2 separate regions of the Astyanax mexicanus genome follow, and region 2 is linked to region 1. The links are chromatin contacts, called in public Hi-C maps. All regions are on one chromosome and are shown on one strand. Each heading gives the region's core, a stretch centred on a gene start, on an enhancer-like site or on the middle of the called end of the contact. The rest is flanking DNA. Distances are from core to core; before and after follow the strand shown.

Evidence for each region. A called contact is a pair of places that touch in the nucleus more often than the background predicts.
Region 2: a contact with region 1 is called in a Hi-C map of muscle, with 12 times the contacts expected there. The contact joins two enhancer-like sites. A contact is called at or near these places in 3 of 3 Hi-C or Micro-C datasets (blood and muscle).

Annotation. Positions count from the first base shown.
Region 1 is chr16:17,747,621-17,751,218 of AstMex3_surface, forward strand. It overlaps arrdc2 (arrestin domain containing 2), which reads left to right. Exons shown (of 8, transcript XM_007240179.4): 2 at 505-574; 3 at 696-843; 4 at 960-1,062; 5 at 1,174-1,430; 6 at 1,555-1,717; 7 at 1,837-1,988; 8 at 2,131-3,598. The coding sequence ends at 2,184. Among protein-coding and RNA genes, the nearest start is that of arrdc2, 7.5 kb to the left of the region's middle. Within about 2 kb of position 1,676, the one cell type or tissue checked has an H3K27ac peak away from gene starts, as active enhancers do.
Region 2 is chr16:17,793,706-17,797,303 of AstMex3_surface, forward strand. No RefSeq gene overlaps it. Among protein-coding and RNA genes, the nearest start is that of si:ch211-1a19.2, 11 kb to the right of the region's middle. Within about 2 kb of position 1,541, the one cell type or tissue checked has an H3K27ac peak away from gene starts, as active enhancers do.

The sequences.
Region 1 (3,598 bases), core at 426-2,925:
TTTTTTGTTAACTTTGTTTTTGCCTGACACAAAACATACGTGTAGTAGATCAATAATATTGCCTTGTAATATTTTTCTCCATTGTTAGTACAATTTGTCACTTAATTCTGCAAATCTAATAATATCAGTGCATTTGTGTCAAAAAGCTTGGCTTTGTGCAACCTACTACCCATGGCCTAAATCGTATGCAGTATTTGCTATCCTTTGTTTATCCTCAGTTGCTGCTGAATTAACCTCTTACAGATGTGCACTATTTGTTGATTTTAAGTTAATGTCGAAATCAGCACTGAGTATGAAAGTATAAAAGTGTTTATAGTCTTATATCTACATAGTATTATAGTATGTTGTTTTGTTCAGGCCTTTAGTGATTTATTGTGTTGCAGAGCATCTGCTGATGCCAGTTCTTCTTGTTGTTTTTGAGGACTGTCCTACTTCAGCACACAAACACTGTTTTCAGGATGTATTGGAGGTTTTAACTGTAGTGTGCTAATCTGTTTCCCACAGATAATGGGGAACTGACCACCCTTCCTGCTGGAAGACATGAATACCCCTTCAGTTTCCAGCTGCCCGAGGAGTGAGTTTGCTTTTTATTCTGATTAGTCTCGCCCCAAGGGACTGCTTTTTTTTTTGTGTAGTTTATTTTTTTTAAGCCAGTGTAAATGTGGAAAATAACCAATGTGTGTTTACTCCTTCAGGACACTGGTCACCTCCTTTGAGGGCAAGCATGGCAGCATTCGCTACTGGGTCAAGGTGAAGCTGCATCGACCCTGGTGCACAGTGAAGAAGATCAAGAAGGAGTTTACAGTTATTGAGCCCATTGATATCAACACACCATCCCTTCTTGTAAGCTTGACTTGCTAATGATCTTTTTGATTATGCAGGATGTTTTTTTTTGTGATTTCTGGTTTTGAAGACAAGCAAAGCTCCAAACATGCTAAATTTTAACTCTTAATTTGCAGGCACCTCAGGCTGGAACCAAAGAGAAGATGGCCCGCGCCTGGTACCGTAACTTCGGGCAGGTTTCAATCACTGCAAAAATCGACCGTAAAGGCTACACACCAGGTGAGGGCAACATACCTTACGCATATATTTGTAGAGATCAGATGTATTAAGAAAAAAAATAAATAAAACCAACACACTAATGCATTATTCTTCCTTTTTTTTTTATTATAGGTGAAGTGATCCCAGTCTTTGCAGAATTCGATAACTCAACTTCACGATCAGTGGTGCCCAAGGCTTATATCACTCAGACGCAGACGTTTATCGCAAGGGGTACCATGAAGCAAAAGCGCTCTGTCGTTGCCACACTGTGTGGAGATGCAGTGGGAGCGCGGCGTAGAGAGACCTGGCACGGCCGAGCCATCAAAATCCCTCCTGTTGGGCCGTCCATCCTCCAGTGTCGCATCATCAAAGTGGAATACATGCTCAGGGTGAGTGCTGATGTTTCTGCATCCGTCTGCAACTGCTCTTTAGGTTTCACTGGTTTGAACTACGAAGTTTAATTGTCGTCTTCATATGTGTAATGTAATGTCTTTTTATTTCTCAATCCATTAGGTTTGTGTGGATGTTCCTGGTACCTCCAAGCTGTGTCTGGAGCTTCCACTGGTCATGGGGACCATCCCTCTCCATCCTTTCGGCAGCCGCACCTCCAGCGTCAGCAGCCAGTACAGTCTGAACCTGGAGTGGCTCCGCATGGCCATCCCCGAGCAGCCTGAGCGTGAGTATCTTAACCATAGTCTTGTGTTTTTCTTCTATACCTCATGTTAGCATTCTTTCAAGCACACATTTGACACGTTTGTTTCTTACCTTTCTTCTTTTTTATTTTTTTTTAAACAGCTCCTCCTGAGTACAGCTCCGTCGTGACTGAGGAAGAGTCCGTGCAGAATTCTGCAGCTCGACAAGAGGAGGACCTCAGTGGGGTGCTGGAGCGGCCTTTCATGGCCTATGTGCAGGAATTCCGATTCAGGCCACCTCCTGTGTACAGTGAGGTAAGCAAGCACATCAAACGGTGATTATTTGGAACGTGTTGACGTTCCAAAGCCGTAAACAATTCCTCAACTTCTACAACTTTTACAACTTCTGAAGTGTCTCAATTACTAAAAACCTCATTCATTCCCCTTCCATCCTCAGGTGGACCCCAATCCTCAGCCCTTCAACATGAGACCCCGTTGCATGACCTGTTGAACGCCATTGCATCTGAGCATCATGTGGTGATGTGCTGATTGAAACGAAGCAAAGATTTGCTTTCTTCCTGGATGCCCTGGATCGCTGAGACTGGTACTCATCTCTTGGGACTTGCCTCATCGCCCAAGGGTCTGCAGTGCCAATCGAGTGGAGGGGCCGAGAAGGAGGAATCGGTTGCTTGATTGACTGATTGGACTATCTGGCCGGATAATATTCTTTCACATCCTTTCAAGTCCCTGCAAGAGAGGGAAAAGGTGCGAGTTGGATGGATTTGTCTGGTCATTTCAGAGTCCTCAGACCTCAGTCTGCTGTGGTCAGTGCCCGCTAACGATCGACTGTCAACCTACCAAGTTTGCAACTGGTGGAAATCTGTGGACTGTTTGTGTTCTGGGGAAGGAGATTAAACCAAGAAGAAGAAGCCGCTTATAAATGGTGCCTAACCGTGAAGGTTCCTGTATTTATTTCAAGTGAACATTTTGGTTTATCCTGTATTAATATCATCACCTAATAGTTGACGCAATAATGTCGCAATAATGAACTGTCGACCCTGATCTGTGGTAGCCAAAATGCTTCCTTCCAAAGTGCCTTCCCTTGCTTTCCCTATTACAGTCCTACCATCAAGAAATAATGTTAATCTTATGATTTTAAGCTCGTATGTTGTGCTGTGTATGCAGGTGACATAAGATCTAGTGTAAAGGTAGTGCAGGTTCAGACCTGCTGCGATATGCACGGGTGATACTGGGCATGAAAGTTAAGCTGTGTGCCAATGAGATTTGTCAGATATTGCATTAGAATCGTGGAGGCAGCAAAGTTTGTGTGGGTTTTATTCTTGAAGAGAAAAAAACAAACAAACCCACCATCGTACTTCTGAAGTTTGGTAGACTTGAACTTGTCAGGCTTGAGTGCGAGAAAGAAAGAGAGAGAGAGAGAGAGAAACAGAGAGGATGCGCTGATGGCATGTAGCTGCTCATCAGTGTTCGTGTCTTAATTCGCAAAGAAAGAAAGCGAATGCAAAGCTACATATATACATATTCATATACCAATGTTACTGGGAATGATTACTGCTCAGTTCTGCTGATTGGCTGTTGTGGTGTTTTCTGCCAGTGGATGTACAAAAAATATATGATCATTACTCAACATAAAACAACAGCACAGTTCAGTACAAAGCTGCAGCAGGCACAAACTATTAGAGCTCTAGTAACGTCAGGAGGAGGATGATTACGAGCCATGTTTGTTCAAGGTGCCTTATTTTTTCTTTTTTTTGTCTTGTTTTGTTGTTTTTAACAGCAATCAATATCGAGTACAGGGATTATGCACAATGTTGCAGTAAGCTTTGAACTTGTTATGCCACTCTGAAGTGTACTTAACATTCCAAAAAATGGGAAGGATTTTCCTCATTTCCAAATGACTTCAG
Region 2 (3,598 bases), core at 291-2,790, 46 kb after region 1:
TGTGAACACAAGTACACAAGTAGTTTTCGAGAGGTTCTGATATAAAGTTCTTTGTTCTAGAAACACTAAAATGGTAGAACTGAATAGTATATACACAATGAGCTCTAACTAAAACTACCAATCCAAACAACATCATCTACAATTCTAGATTTTATCCACAGGTGTAGGAACCGTTTCTGAACTGTCTTTTGGCATGCCAGTGTTATCTAACATTCCAAACGTTTTTACATACATACACTTTGTAGCATTTCGTCAACCCCAAGAAGTTGAACATTCAGTTCTGCTACGGCCGTAATCGTAATGATTTCCAATGACCCTATTTCAGCGATCTTCACACAACCGCAACCGCATATATATCGTGCAGACTGCTTTAGGGGGTGTCAGTGTATATTTAGGAAACAATCGTAACAATAGGAAAAGTATGCCTTGCATGTAATAAACATGTACTAACTTTCTTAATAAATCATTGTGCACTTTCCATTCCCTTTAAGAGCCCGATGTGCTTTGACTTTGCTACCGTACCTGGACGTGTGAGCGTTTTTGTCAATTCACTGCCAAGATAGCAATGAACGTCTGACTGTTGACATCTGCCTTGGATGTTTTCACAAGTTTTTAGTCAGTGGCGAACCCGTGTTTCCTGTTGCCAAGATCCTCAATCAGTACGCCAGAATTTTTCTGAACACACCTTATTTTGAGACCACCATGCCCAATGCCGTAGATATATTCACTAGCTCCATTGCTATTTAAATGACGCAGGTGGAAGACGGGATAATACATGACTGTTGGCGGGGTGAAAAATATCAATGAGCGTTACAATGCGCTTGCACAGGGTACAAGATATAAGATAGGACCCTGAATGTTGACTATTGGACATTAATGAAAATTCTTCTCTTTATTTTAGTCAGTGCTTACTAGCTATCACTTCAAAAATCTTCTTTACAGAATGCCTCACAAAATGTTTAAGAGAGGTCAGCGATGCCAAACAGACCCTGGTTTATATCACAACCGATTTAAAGAAAATTAGCTAATAAAAGGTTTCTTTACAGTTAATTACTTCACACTTCACACCACTTAATGCTCTGAATGTCTATTCCTTCTTCCTAATCACTGAATTATATAGAATTTTAGACAAATCTAGAATAAAAATAGATGACACACAACTTTTAGATGATTTTAGTTGAAATGCAGCAAAAGTGCAGCACTTCCAGATGGGAGAGAGCCTTAACTGTAGCACTACCTTAAATTTAACCCCCTTTGCTAAACCCTAGTTGTTTTTCACTTCATTTCTCAGCTGTGAAGGAAAGACCCCCCCCCCCCCCCCCTCCAGCCTCACAACCAAATCTAAAACACCCAACCCCCCCACCACCCCTCACCCCCCTTTAACTGCACTGGATCCTAATATAACCCATACGGCACAGTCAGATGTAAACAGCGACCTAATTAGGTGGCTTCCAAATGAAGTCGCACACATCGCTTTACAGTCTGATTTCTTGGCTCTGCTCTCACGCGTGCCCCTCCATCACAGGCGGGCTGACAGTTTGATGACGTTGACTCCGTGCCTGGAATCAGATTCCTGATCGCTATTTTCCACCATATTTTCCACTCTCAAATAAACACTTTGCCCTACTTTCCTGTGGGTTTCTCCACACAATGAGGGTTTAAGGGCCCTTTTGGGTTCTTACGTTTTGGGACCATGAGCTGGGCATGATGGAAATCAGAAGATAACGCATCCCAAGAGGCCAGATCATCAACTACAGTGGCGCAGTGTCGTATGGGAACCCCCTTAGCTTAGCTTCCTTAGCCGACCAGCTATGGGAACCCCCCTCGGCTCATGAGTTAGGAATGATTTCTCGTAATGATGAGCGTGTTTAGAATCTTTCAGCCTTCAAAACAAGTCACATCTTTCTCAAAAACAAGCCCCATTCATTTACACTGAAGGGCATGTCAAGACTTGTGAAGACAAATAAGCAACAAGGCCAATCAAGGTGCCCAAACCAGTTCTGCTGGCGTGCCGTCACTTCACGTTATGTTGTTTCACTTCAAATCCTCTCCCTGTCCACTTATGCTTTGGAGCAATTAGCTCTGGCTAAGGCTGGCTGATAGTGGCATGAACCTGGTACTGTTTATTTTTCACTATAAACAACCAGGAGAAGCTGTTACGCCTTGTCCCGTACAATGCATTAACCCATGCCCCAGTTTGTTCAAGAACAAACTCTTAAATGCTCTCAATGTGTTTACTTTTTGAAGCGATAGCTTGAGGGAAAATCACATGACCACTCTTTTCTATTTTAATGCAAATGTAGTTGAGGTTCAGAGAGGTTCACATGGGTCTTTAACTGGTTAATTAGTCAGAATATTTCATGTAATTAGTCACAGGATTTATACACAATCATTGTTTTAACCCTAAGGCTTGTGGTTCCCTCAGATGCACCAATGTCTCTGATCACAGGGTGCTGGATTCTCACCAGTTCTTTTCTCATACAGCCACCCCCCTCCTCCTTCTCCTCCAATACACTGGAATAACCTTTCAGATAATGTCTGGGAATCAGATGTCTCAATCTCAATAATTGTAAATGTCTATATGTAGCCTCTAAATTGATAACCTGTAAAAATAACATAAACAAAATACACAAAAAATAAGGCATGGGAACAAGATCCCTGTGCATGGTCAAAAACATGTGTTTCATGTATTGACAATATTAATCTTTTGAACATAATTTTCATTCACATTGTGTAAAATATCCTGATGAATGGACCAATAGAATTTTATTGAAAAGTAAAAACTAAATGTAAATTCAAATGTACTGTTTTAGAGATATATGTTCTTCTCTGGGCTGTGTTGACTGGGAAATAAAATGCTATCTATATAATATAGTTTATGTACTGTATTAATTTAGACATTTCAAAAAGTAAACAATTTTTTATAGGCTCCTGGCATCATTTTTTGCATTCTAGGCATTTTATTTTCCAATCCTGGTCAGTGTGTAGTCATTCACATAATCTGTTGTGAAATGTAAAGAGAACTGTTAGGTATATTTTATCTTATTTCTTTGAAGTGTAGGTAATGTTTTCTCAAATTATGAGGTGAACTCTATCTAAACACTACCTAAGTAGAGTAGCACATAACCTGACTGACGTAAGATGTACAACCACAGACGAGGAACACAGGAACAAGGAGAACCATTTATACACACAGAAGGGGATGGGAAATAAGAAACACCTGGGACCAGGTAACAAGGGGGCAGGGATCCAAACGAACAGGTAAGCAACAGAGGCTGAGACATAGGACAAACACAGGGCATGTGCAGGGGCAAATAAACATAGGGACGGACCAGAGAGACGCGAAACTGAACGAGCGTGTGGCAAAAATGGGCTGTATTGACTGGGAAATTAAAAGGCGAGTTATATAATCAATATTTATATACTGTTTCAATTAACGCATTTCAAAAAGTGAAAAAATTATAATTTTTTCCATGTTATAATGACGTTTGTGTTGCTTGTGGACTGAGAAATTATAGTTCTTTATCTACAAAATCCACCACTACTGCTGTTATGTGGCAGAGAGTTCATTAGTTTAAGTAGGGCGAGGTTATGTGAT